Linked DNA regions of Mus musculus: regions 1, 2 and 3 are each linked to region 4. A link is a contact called in public Hi-C and promoter capture Hi-C data. All regions are on one chromosome and are shown on one strand. Each heading gives the region's core, a stretch centred on a gene start, on an enhancer-like site or on the middle of the called end of the contact. The rest is flanking DNA. Distances are from core to core; before and after follow the strand shown. Region 1 holds the start of Zfp512 (zinc finger protein 512). Region 2 holds the start of Slc4a1ap (solute carrier family 4 (anion exchanger), member 1, adaptor protein). Region 3 holds the start of Tacc3 (transforming, acidic coiled-coil containing protein 3). Region 4 holds the start of Yes1 (YES proto-oncogene 1, Src family tyrosine kinase).

What was found. Promoter capture Hi-C pulls out the DNA fragments that hold promoters and counts their contacts. Hi-C and Micro-C count contacts between places; a contact is called where the count stands out from the background.
Region 1: a contact with region 4 is called in a promoter capture Hi-C map of hippocampal neurons, with 5 times the contacts expected there. The contact joins the promoter of Zfp512 here to the promoter of Yes1 in region 4. A contact is called at or near these places in 1 of 39 promoter capture datasets (hippocampal neurons) and 2 of 115 datasets of contacts at active chromatin or transcription factors (embryonic forebrain and pro-B cells).
Region 2: a contact with region 4 is called in a promoter capture Hi-C map of liver, with 10 times the contacts expected there. The contact joins the promoter of Slc4a1ap here to the promoter of Yes1 in region 4. A contact is called at or near these places in 10 of 39 promoter capture datasets (the 3T3-L1 cell line, 3T3-L1-derived adipocytes, the SN4741 cell line and 6 more), 8 of 115 datasets of contacts at active chromatin or transcription factors (the NIH/3T3 cell line, cardiomyocytes, embryonic forebrain and 4 more) and 2 of 9 other capture datasets (adipose tissue and pancreatic islet).
Region 3: a Hi-C map of embryonic stem cells shows a contact between it and region 4, with 11 times the contacts expected there. The contact joins the promoter of Tacc3 here to the promoter of Yes1 in region 4.

Annotation. Positions count from the first base shown.
Region 1 is chr5:31,450,939-31,453,810 of GRCm38.p6, reverse strand. It overlaps Zfp512 (zinc finger protein 512), which reads right to left and starts at 1,375. Exons shown (of 14, transcript NM_172993.3): 1 at 1,234-1,375; 2 at 598-656. The coding sequence starts at 1,263.
Region 2 is chr5:31,525,591-31,528,290 of GRCm38.p6, reverse strand. Slc4a1ap (solute carrier family 4 (anion exchanger), member 1, adaptor protein) reads right to left here and starts at 1,296. Exons shown (of 14, transcript NM_001347328.1): 1 at 607-1,296; 2 at 53-248. The coding sequence starts at 1,269. It overlaps Supt7l (SPT7-like, STAGA complex gamma subunit), which reads left to right and starts at 1,529. Exons shown (of 5, transcript NM_028150.2): 1 at 1,529-1,676.
Region 3 is chr5:33,656,571-33,659,511 of GRCm38.p6, reverse strand. It overlaps Tacc3 (transforming, acidic coiled-coil containing protein 3), which reads right to left and starts at 1,384. Exons shown (of 15, transcript NM_001040435.3): 1 at 785-1,384. Tmem129 (transmembrane protein 129) reads left to right here and starts at 1,535. Exons shown (of 4, transcript NM_026698.3): 1 at 1,535-1,889. The coding sequence starts at 1,685.
Region 4 is chr5:32,609,814-32,612,600 of GRCm38.p6, reverse strand. Yes1 (YES proto-oncogene 1, Src family tyrosine kinase) reads right to left here and starts at 1,430. Exons shown (of 12, transcript NM_001205132.1): 1 at 1,226-1,430. It overlaps Gm10461 (collagen alpha-1(II) chain), which reads left to right. Exons shown (of 2, transcript XM_030254958.1): 2 at 549-2,787. The coding sequence ends at 1,377.

The sequences.
Region 1 (2,872 bases), core at 126-2,625, 1.2 Mb after region 4:
CCTGGGTGCCCAACCTACTACACAGCTTGTTCAGAGCAGACATCCCGTAAGTGTTATCTAAGTGAATGAACTCACCCCGGAGGTCCAAGTTAATAAAATCTTTCTTTTGTGTTAGCCATGGCAAAACTTAGCACATTCATTACACAAAACAATAAATCAGGGCTGCAACCAAGTAGCTTAGAAATGTAAAGATTGCTTATAGCTGTTTTTATTTCCCTCCCCAGTCCATCAAATTAATTATGAGCACATATTTGATATGGGGGGCAGAGGCCACGCAGGAATACCACTAACTGAAACACACACTCCATTTTTATTAGACTGCATCTTTATTGCAAGCCAGGTTTTCTTTCCCCCACACTAGGATTTTATCTGCACTGTCCAATCCCGTAGCTACTACCTACAGATGGTTATTGAAGTTTTAGTCCATTAAAATGAAATAGAATTTGTAATTCGGTTCTTCAATTGTACTAGCCACATCTCAAGTGCCCCAAAGCCATACCTGTCTGGTGGCTATGATGCTCCACAGTGCAGACACAGAACATCTTTAGCAGCACTGTCTACACCATTACAAAAATGTCCTCAGAAAACCTCACTTACTTCTTAGCTCCCACGATCCTGGTGCTCCTCTGCTGCTTAAGGGATGTGGGTCCCGGGGTCTAGCAAATCACAAGCACAGGAGTGAGTGCTAGGGACCTTTGAAGCTCATCCGCAAAGAGATGAATCCCCCTTGTGCCTAGATGTGAAGCTGTCCCGAGCAACTACTTCAAATGGACTGAAGGAGACACTTTTTAGGAAACCTGTGCCATTCTATTTATTCACAATGTAAAGACGGGTTGACAATACCAGAGTTTTCATCTTTGTCCATTCTCAAAACCCTATCCTAGATAGAGGCTTGAAAAGAAAAGACGAGGAAAAAAAAAATATATATATGATATATACATATGTATCATATATATATTAAAAGAAACGGGAGGCACTGGGGATGCTGAAGGAATATAAATAATTACAATGTGTCGAGGAACTCAGTCCAAGGATACGAGGACTAAGCAATAAAAATAAAAATGGGAAGAAAAAAGGCGGTAAGTGGATCTGATATAAAAGGGTGGGGCCTAGGATTGGCTCCGGAAAAAAAAAAAAAAAACAACTCTGAGTACAAAACAAAAGCAAAGGACCGCGTGTTCTCAGCTCGACAGTTCTATTTCTAAAGTATAATGGTCACACCAAGAAACTCACGGCGGTGACTGCACCGAGTCTGGAAGACATCACTCCCCCTCCACGCCTAACAATTTCACCCAAGGGCTCCGGACAGACCAACGCCACTTCCGCTCTCCTCGCCTCTCCCGGATGTGGTCTCAGCGGCGACTAACCCTGTTCTGAACACCTACTTCCGCCTAGCTGCTTCCGAGGGGGCTGCGGCGGGAAAGGAGTCACGTGATAACTCTTCTTCGGCTTCCATTGAGACCCCGCCCCCATAGCAACAAGGGAGTAGGCAGGCCTTTGGGGCGTGAAGGTTGGAGCAAATGGGAGGAGTCTGAATATTTAAGGGGTCCTCCCGAACTAGCGTTTGCACACCTACTCCCACCCATCCCACAAGTGGTTTTACAGATGCAAACGAAATTCAAATCGCCCCTTTATTGATCTTAAATTAAAGACCCATTCTCTTCTCCTTCCCTCCCAGATATCTCTTTCTTTGCTCAGGTGAGGGACAGAACTCTCCTTATCCACTAACTTCTGGCCTCCAAACTTGTCTAGCTTTTGGATTTTTTTTTTTTTTTTTTTTTTTGGTGCGGTCCCTGAAAGACATGAACACTTTAGCCAAGTTACATCTGGATCTCTCCAGCGGATGAGTCTGGAACAATGCCTGTTCTTAGAAGAAGTGGGCTTGATCCAGAACTATGTCCTTTCCAACCAGAGGGAACGGAAAAGGATCTTTCAGAGAAATTACCATGGCTCCTTTCTGAATGACTGCCCAGTGACGTCCACGAGAGACTGAGATGGCTCGTTTTTGAGGGACTGAGGCATCTCAGAGAATAGAGAGTCTGCTGACTCCTCCCTGAAAGACTGTGTAGACTCTTCTTCACAGAAGGAATGTGCCCTCTTCTCTCTAGAAGTCTACAAGGGCTTCTCCCTGAGGGACTGTGAAGGTTCCTTCCTGAGGGACTACAAGGGCTCCACCTCAAGTGACTTCTAGGGCTCTTCCCTGAAGGACTTGGAAAGCTACTCCCTGAGGGATTTTGAGGACTTCTCCTTGAGGAACTGTGGCCTCTCCCCTTAAAGAGACTGTTATGTCTTCTATCAAAGAGCTATGATAAGTTCTTACAGAGGAACTAAGACTGTTTCTCTGGGAGGGACTTTAATGACTCTGATTTCATCAAGGAAGTAAACTCAGCCCCGGTACAAGAGACAGACACATGCTCAGTGACTTCCTGGAATATGTCGCTGAACTTTGAACTAGTTTTCTTGACTCCCAATCTACTACCAGAGTATTGCTGGATTATGGAAGATGTTGAGCAGAGTGTTGACATCGTTAAAGGCATTCTTTTCTCATTACTGTGACATAAAATATGTCTCTGAATATAGTTTTTAACCACTGAAGTCTGAGAAACAGTCCTTGAAACCCTTTCTAGCAGGCTTTGAGAAAATACCATTAGTTCAGCTGGAACCCCAAAAATTAAGAATAGATTGGTAGATGTCCATAGTGGAGCCTTCTGTTACAAATGACTGAAAACAAGGCTTCCTTTCCATAGTGGTTCCCATGACATTCCCCAGCATTAGCATACTGGAGAGGTATTTCCTAGGTAGTCGCTGCCTACAGACATGACTTTCCCAGACATTCTGTTGTATGCCCAGGAAAGAACCGATAGAGCTTCTT
Region 2 (2,700 bases), core at 47-2,546, 1.1 Mb after region 4:
GCTGTATGATCAAAAGCACTTGAGGGTGCCACCTTCAGTAGTAGTTTCTTACCCATTCCCCACGTGCAGCCCAGCTCATCATCTTGACCACTTCTACTGCTCTTCCCTTCAGTGGTATTTGCTTCTTCTTCTTCATCTGAGTCTTCACCTAACATCTTCTTCTCCAATAATATCTGCTGCTGTTTACGCAATTCCTTCAACTGTGTTACTGTTAATTCAGATTCTGCCTCTCGGTCTTCCTCTGGTCCCTAATGAATCATGGGTAAAATATATACATATATGGATTCAGAAGTGAGAAAATTACTTTCTGAGACACAGCAACGTACACAGACCTGTGGGTCCAGAATGAGGCCTGTGCTTTTGTCATTGGTTACCAGAATCCTTTTACTCAACTAAACCTTAAAGAAACTCAGAATCGCCGGGCGTGGCGGTGCACGCCTTTAATCCCAGCACTCGGGAGGCAGAGGCAGGCGGATTTCTGAGTTCGAGGCCAGCCTGGTCTACAGAGAGAGTTCCAGGACAGCCAGGGCTACATAGAGAAGCCCTGTCTTGAAAAACCAAAAACAGTGAAGTCCCAAGATTTTTATTTTAGATTTTTCTACCTACCTGAAGGATAAAGAGCCGAGTGCTGCCTCCAAAGCGCATTACATGCCCGACGTGGACTCTACAGTAAGTGCGGGGTGGGATGCGAGTTTTGTTGAGGAACGTGCCGTGGGTACTTCCCAGATCGTAGAGATAAAAGCCCTGCTCATGACCCTCAGAGTCTCCGCTGGGATCCGCCCCCCGGTGCTGTAGTACAGCATGGTACCGAGACACGGAAGGATGCTCCAGACATATGTCACAACTAGCAAGTCTCCCGAAAAAGCAGCAGCTCGTGTCTTTCAAGGTGCGGGTGCCAAGGATGGTGCCACCCTTCAGGGTTTCGAGACTGTAGGGGGCCGTGGCTGGGCTGCCCCACGATGGCTCTCGGTACGGAGGAGCCCGGGTCGGACCGCCAGACGCAGGAGCTACCCGCGGGGAGCGGAGTTGCTCCACCGGTGGACCCCCGGTCTCCTGGCTGTCCGGCTGCGGTGGCGGGACCTCGGGCTCCTCACATCCAGAGTCCAGCTGCGCCGCGAGACATTCTTTCTTCACATCCTCAGAAACGGAGGGACTGGAGGCCGGAGCCTTACCCCGTACTGCGGAAGGCACTGGTAAAACCGGCTTCTTAAACTCGCTACTGACTTCCTGGGGAGCTGGCGCATCTAGCTGAGGGGTAGGATCAGCCATCCTTAGCCGGGTGCAATCTCAAAATGTGTCCCTCGGAAACCCCGACCCCTCGCTCTCTACGTTCCCGCTCACTTCTCCTCCTCCTTCCCACCTCCCTGAGGCTTCTCTGGACAGAAATGTTGGAGTTCCTCTTTCAAGACTCGCAGAGTTTTAAAGATGTGAATAGCACTAGGGAGTCACAATACCAGAAAGCGGGGAGAGGCTCTCAGAGTGCTGTGCAGGATACGGACATTTTAGGCGTTGCATGTAGGCTAGTAATAACTTCCTGTGGCAGAGGGCGATTGGGAAGAAGTGCTTCCGTGGCCTTGGTCCATTAATCAATAAACAAGGCTCCTAGGCTTGACCTAGTCCTCGACTCCGACCTGTCAGAGTCAGGCAGCCGCGTATACCACTCCTGGGGCAGGGCGGTGAGTATTTGAACTTTATTTTCTGGTTCCGGTCCAGAGCCACCCATTTTCCTGCTGCCTTGTAAATCAGACTTCCCAGGATCCTGTGGTCGGCGCCTAAGCCTAAGCCTCCAGATCCGGAGCAAGGAGTCCCTATCTGCAGCTCTCGAATTTATTCCTTTTATGAAGTTAGTAAAGAAGCAATTTATTATTGTTCATTCTTTTATTACTCGGAACAAAATATTGAGATAGCATGTTTAGTGGCTTAACAAACCTGAGCATCGAAACCTCTTTTCTTTTTTACTCTTTGTATTTATGATGTTGGCATGACCCTGGACAACAGCTTCCACATCTGAAAAATTGGAAATAGTAGTGTTAATTTGTCATAAAATTTATGGAAAATTGAACTAAGCCATAGTTAATATTATAACTCTTTGACAGAGGCCTGAAACTATACCAAGATGGCAGCCATAACAAGTGGGAGAATACAGATGAATAAGTCAACTAAAGTTAAGGTTCAGGGATAAAAGCAAATTCATGTAAATATACAAAGAAAGGAGATCTGTTGGGGGGAATGGTGATTTCAGGGATCCTAAAGAACAAATTCAAGTCTGATAAAGATGTAGAGGGTTCCTGGCAGAGGTCACAACTCAAAGGGTCAATTATAAAAATATCTCATGTTCTTGAGAAGCTGAGTGGTGGAGCTGGAGAGATGGTTCTGTGTGCTGCTCTTCGGTGGATCTGAGCTCCATTTCCAGTACCCACATCAGGGGAGTTCACAACCACCTCTAATTTGAGCTCCAGAAGGATCTGATGCCCTCTTCAGATATCCTTGGCACCTGCATACACATGGAACACACAAGCATATACTCAACCCCCAACAGACAACAAAAACGAATGTCTGTGAATGCATAGCCTGCCTGGTCTACAGAGCAAGTTCCAGGATAGCCAAGGCCTCAAAGGGAAACCCTGTCTCGAAATTAATAATTTAAAAATACAATCTTAGCAAAGGAAATAAGCTGAGGGGCCAGTTAGATGGCTTAGT
Region 3 (2,941 bases), core at 135-2,634, 1.0 Mb before region 4:
TGATAAAGCTCAAGTTGACTGATGGTCTCTGAGGTGAAGTTTGAAGGTTGAAGGAGAAAGAAACATCTCCCACCTCGAACAGTGCATGGACAGAAGTGTACAATCAAGCGATCATGACTGGAAATATGCATTGCTGAACCAAATTGTATAGGTATAGGCATGAGGTCATTCTGGTAGCTAAAGTTGAGGAAAAAGGCCTTAGCCTTAAAGGACTCTGTTCAGAGAAGGATGCAATAGAGAAGGGAAACTTATCAGGACCATCTGGAGTTGGAAAGAAAGCGTTTCCAAGAGAAGCCATTTATTTTGAAGTTGTGGTCAGGCTGTACGGAAGGAGGACTTAGAGGCACAGACCCAGGAACAAGAAATATCCCTGGGTTCAGGAAGACAGACGACAGACAGAATAGTTTCGCAGAAAAGATGGAGTAAGAGACTTGGGGCGACGGATGTCCCTGGCTCTGAGACGCGATTCTCCTACACGACACGCTCGACCAGAACAGGAACCAGCACGGCCTCTTTGGAGGCCATCAACTGGGTCAGACCGAGATCACTGGCAGGCCGGCCTGCAAAGCCCAGCCCACGGGCAGGTTCCTGTCCTGCCTAGGAGGCTAGGTGCATCCCCTGAGTTTAGAACAGAGGAGGCTGGAGTGAGGGGTGGGTCCTCAACAAAGGGAGAGAGCGAAGCTGCGGAAGACAGGAACGGTAACTCAGCTCGCAGGAATCAAGTTCCGTGGGGCTGATCCCCACCCTGCGCCCGAGGGAAATAAAAAATCGCCGTTTCCCTTACCTGACTACGGTTGCCAAGCCCTGGGCCCGCGCGGACGCCCACCGCAAGGGAGGAGCGCCGTGCCCGCTTCGCGCTAAGAAAACGGAGCAGGAGAAACCCAGCCGAAGGAACCCCAACAAGGTCCGCTCTCGCAGTCCCGGAACGTCGTCCGCTACGCCCGCCCCAGATTCAAATACCGAAAGTTGGCGTTCCACAGCCAATCAGCGCGTTGGAGAAGAGGCTTCCGTAGAGCCACCTGTGGCCAATTGCAAGCCATACTGGTCCCGCCCTTCTTGCGCAGGGAGTTCCGCTTCCGGGACTGAGGGCACAGTGGGAGCGTTGGGGCGTATGGGAACTGTGGTCTAGCATCGGGGGCCGAGAGGGCTTGTTGGTAGCCAGTGACTGTGAGAGCCATCATGGCCCAGAAAATCTCATGGTCGGCCGCGAATGCGGTTGGAAACCAGTTCGCCCTGGCTCGGTTTTTCTCAGCTGTTAAATGGACCCAGTTGCAGTGTCTCCTCCGAGCTGTTTGTAAGGGAGAAGTTGAACCCTTACGGGGGGTGTCTGGGCGGCTCACAGCTTGTGGGTCAGCGTAGGGTCCGAGAACTCCCCACTCAGAATGCCGGGGGCGGCCTCGCGAGACTCTGACTCCCAGGGTGCCCTTCGGGTCAACCCAACAGGGAAATTGTCTCCCACAGTGCCCCGCGGGCAGCCTGAGGAGGGGACTCCATTTCCTAGAATGCTTTGCGGGTGCCTGGACAGGAGGCGCTCAGATTCGCAGGATGCCCCGCCAGTAGCCGGACTTGGACTCCGTTTCCCAGAGTGCCCCGCGGGCGATCTGACGGCGGTGGCTGCGGCAACAAACCAACTGTCCAGAACTGGACTCTCCTGCCTCTGCACGGCCCAGTGAGCGGTGGCGGGATGGACAGCCCTGAGGTGACCTTCACGTTGGCCTACCTGGTCTTCGCAGTGTGCTTCGTGTTCACGCCCAACGAGTTCTACTCGGCCGGGCTCACAGTGCAGAATCTGTTGTCGGGCTGGCTGGGCAGCGAGGACGCCGCCTTCGTACCTTACCACCTTCGCCGCACTTCCGCCACACTACTGTGTCACTCACTGCTGCCGTTAGGTGAGCCTCCTGTGTGCCGGCCGGTGGTTGGCGCTTAACCGGGCGCTTGGAGACTCCAAGGGTGAGGAACTGGAGCAGAAGCCGGTCAAGATCATGAACAAGCAAGCGGGATCTCTGCAGCCCTGGCTGTGAGCTGAGCGCTCTAGAGCACCATACGCTCTTCCAGTTGGGAGGCGGCGGCCCTGGCGCTGTCCTGCGAGTGGTGCTCGGGTGGGGCTAAGCTCCAGTCTTTGACATCACTGCGGCTGGAGTGCAGAATCGTTCAGCCTGCTTGCTATGTTGGACGATTTCTATAGGAAAGAGCTCCTGTTGATTTCATTACAACAGGGGTTGGAGAGATCCCAGGGGAAGGTGGGTGTAAGAAGAGCAGGCAGAGATGAAGACGGTCAAGGTTGGGAATGTTAATGGAGCGTTTCCTTTGCCGGGCTAGGTCTATGGCCCTGTCCAAGGCCATGGTATGTGGTGCCCCAAGTGCTAGTGGGACCTCGGAGAGGCCCATCTGTTGGCTGATTGGAGGAAAGGTTGGGGAAACTGCTGGAATATAGCAGTGATTGAAGTCTGGGATCCAGATGAAGGAGACCTTTGGAAGCTACAGGGACAGGGAAAGATAGATCTGGGAGAACACATGTCTGCTTGTCTGTCATACTTGCAGCTCTGGGCACAGGAATGATTGGTGTGAAGCAGCTGCTTAGGCTCCAGAGAGGCAGAGGCAGGTGTGGTAATAGAAACACTCAGATCTGTTTTGAGAAGAAGGAGGGTGGAGAGGACTCCTTTGGAGAACTGGAGATGGAGTTGGCATGGTCATGTAGTTTGGTTTGGAGACCTAGTTAGTACACTGCAAGGCATATCAAGAGTGTGGGGCTCTAAGGCAGGACTCCTGACCAAGGGCTGTCCAGTGGGCACTCCCATACCAGAACAAGGAACCCAAAGTTAATAAGCACAAGTCACTCAGGGAGGTCATATTGAGAGCAGACAGACGGTGGAGCTGTCTTCTGTTGCTACATAACAAGTTATTTTAACATGTAGTGAATTGGCTAGAAGTAAACAGTTAC
Region 4 (2,787 bases), core at 181-2,680:
GAAAAAATTCCTGAAGAACAACTTTCCTACAGTTGTATTCTCTCTCATATATGTTGCATATAAGAACTTTGGCTTTTAATTTAACACTCCCTATCTGCCCACTCAAAATGTTTCTAGTCCACACCATTGTGCTGGTTAATAGAGGTAGCACACATTTGGCCTTAAATTGAGTCACACATGCACACTTAATAACATTTTCATTAGTGAGTAATTTAAATTTAGAAATTTAACAGGATGTTTAAACTCACTTTCAATTGCCAATTTTGGTCAGTAATTTTACACGAAATACATGAATATACCATACCGAAATATCCTGTGAAATCACATGTAAAAAACACAGCTGTGGAACACACAAGAGAGGTACAAAGTTATGTTTCAACTGCATACTTTTCGTTTATTTACTTTGATAACTGTCATTTCCACTGCTGTTCCAATCACTTATGCAAAGAATAACTACATCAAAACTACGCTATGCCCCATTCACAATCCCTATACCAGAAACGATATTCCCACTTTTTAAAAACAACTCTTTCTCAAGCCCAATAAAGCAAAAGCTGGAAGCAATTATCAAGAAGCAAAACACAAACAAAATTTTCGTTGACACAGGAGGACAGAGAACCGAACTCACGGGGAGGCGGAGTGGCAAGGCACTTAAAAGTGGCCGCTGATTGTAACACGTCCCAACACCCTCAAACCCAAACAAAGGAAAACTTTATAAACAGGTCGTGGTTTGCAATCAAACCAAGTACAACCCGCCGCTCACCCGCTCGCTCCACGAGTTCCACTCCTCGCTCCAGACAGTTGCTGCGGGCGTCCGGCGACACAGACCTCCAGCCGCTAGGACGAGAAGGGGCCGCTGCCCTACCCTCTGGTCCTCATTCGGGAGTGACCCCACGTCCTTTGGGGTGGAGGGTGCAGCGGCGGCACCACATAGGCTGGACCACTATCCGGACTCCCGCAGAATCGGGAAGTACTGGACAGGGCGGAGACCGAGGCACTGGGCAAGCAGGTAGTGAGCCCAGGAGACGAGACACTCACGCCCGCCAGCCAGACCGCGGGAGGGGAGAAGTTTCTCCTCAACTTCCAGACTCCGGGACCAGTAGGCGGACAGCGGCAGGGGCGGCGGCGCCTCGAGAAGCCCGGGAGCAGGAGGGTGGATGCCGAGGCCTAGAGCTGCCCGGTCCGGGTCAGCTGCCTACGTCGCGAGGCCACGCCGCGAGCTTACCTGAGTCCGGCCGCACTCGCACGGGTCGCCGCGGGGAGAAGGCGGCCGGCCGAGGTGGACGCCCGCGGGTCCCTCTCCCTTCTCCACCTCCAGGTCGCGGGGCGCCAGGAGGCAGCGACGGCGGCGCAGCCGGCCCGGGACGCTTTACTTGAGGAGGAGGGAACTCCCGGACGCCCGCACCCCGCGGCCTCCCTCTCTCCTCCTCTCGCCGCCGGCCCCGCCCCTCCGCTCCGGATCGCGCGCGGGGCGGGGGTTGCGGCTACCTGCGCGCGCCCGCTCACCGGAACTCGCGCTCTGCTGTCTGCTGGGAGCGCCTTCCGGCGCGGGAGCTCTGCGCGGGGTCCGCGGGCCGCTGGGAGGCCCGGCCGTGTCGTGCCTGCCGGCCCAACATGGCGCCAGGGGTCAGGCGTGCTCCCGAGGGGGCGTGAGGAGAAAGCAGCAGCGGCATGTGGTTCCCTGCCTTGCCCGCACGCCGACTACCGCAACGGGCGAAGCGGGGCTCCGCCTGGCTCACCGAAACACTGAGGGGTGTGGGGCTTTGTTTTCGGAGGGTGATCGGGGTTGGGGTTCTTTGGAGAAAGGTTGACTGTTCATTTCTCAGCTTTGTGCCTCCGCACCCTTTGTCACTGATAGTAAAATCACAGTCGAACCGCGTGAGCCATCAGGGCAGTGCTGACACCTTGGTTCTCGTCTGGCCGCAGAAGCTTCCTGTTGACTGTAGGTCGAACCAGCCTTGCCGCGCGAGTAGAACCGAACCTGAGTTGTGTTGGCAATTCTCCCAGGAATGGTGGCTCTCACTTAGAGTGGGACAGCATTGTATTTGATCCTCGTAATAGGGAACCCGGACAGGCACTGTGACTCTTCTTGACAGCTATGAAAGCTGACGTTTGGGCCCCTTGAAGTGAAGAAGTCAAGATGAAAGGTTTTTTGTTTGTTTTCCCTCCGAAGGCCTTGCATCGTTTTTTCTGCTTGCCTTGTAGAAAAAGGAAGGGTTTAGGAGGAACTGAGGTACAAGATTGAGAGGGTCAAAAGACAATCTAGAAGTACTCCTGCTAAAGGCACGTCTGCCTTATCACACTCTTAATTTCCCTTTTGTATTTCCTCTTTGGTGGGGTTATTCGAAGTATTAATGTGGGACTGTTGGTTTCCTTTGTGGTTTTCAGAGAAATTCAGCATCATCTTTGACATATCAACTCCGTCAGTAGTCTGGTACTTTAGCAACTTAAATGCACACAGCTTTAAAAAGTTTCTTCAGAGAAAGGAATGGGAATCCACATGAACAACTATGTGTGATGTAGCGCGGTGCTTTATTTTGCCATTGACTGGTGCATTAAGGGGTTTTTTTGTTTTGTTTTGTTTTTTTTTTTTTTTTGTTTTTTTGTTTTTTTGTTTTTCTCTGTATAGCTCTGGCTGTCCTGGAACCCACTTTGTAGACCAGGCTGGCCTCGAACTCAGAAATCCCCCTGCCTCTGCCTACCAAGTGCTAGGATTAAAGGCGTGCGCCACCACCGCCCAGCAAGTTTTTTCTTGAAACTAGAACGTTAGTTACTTGAGCTGTTGCC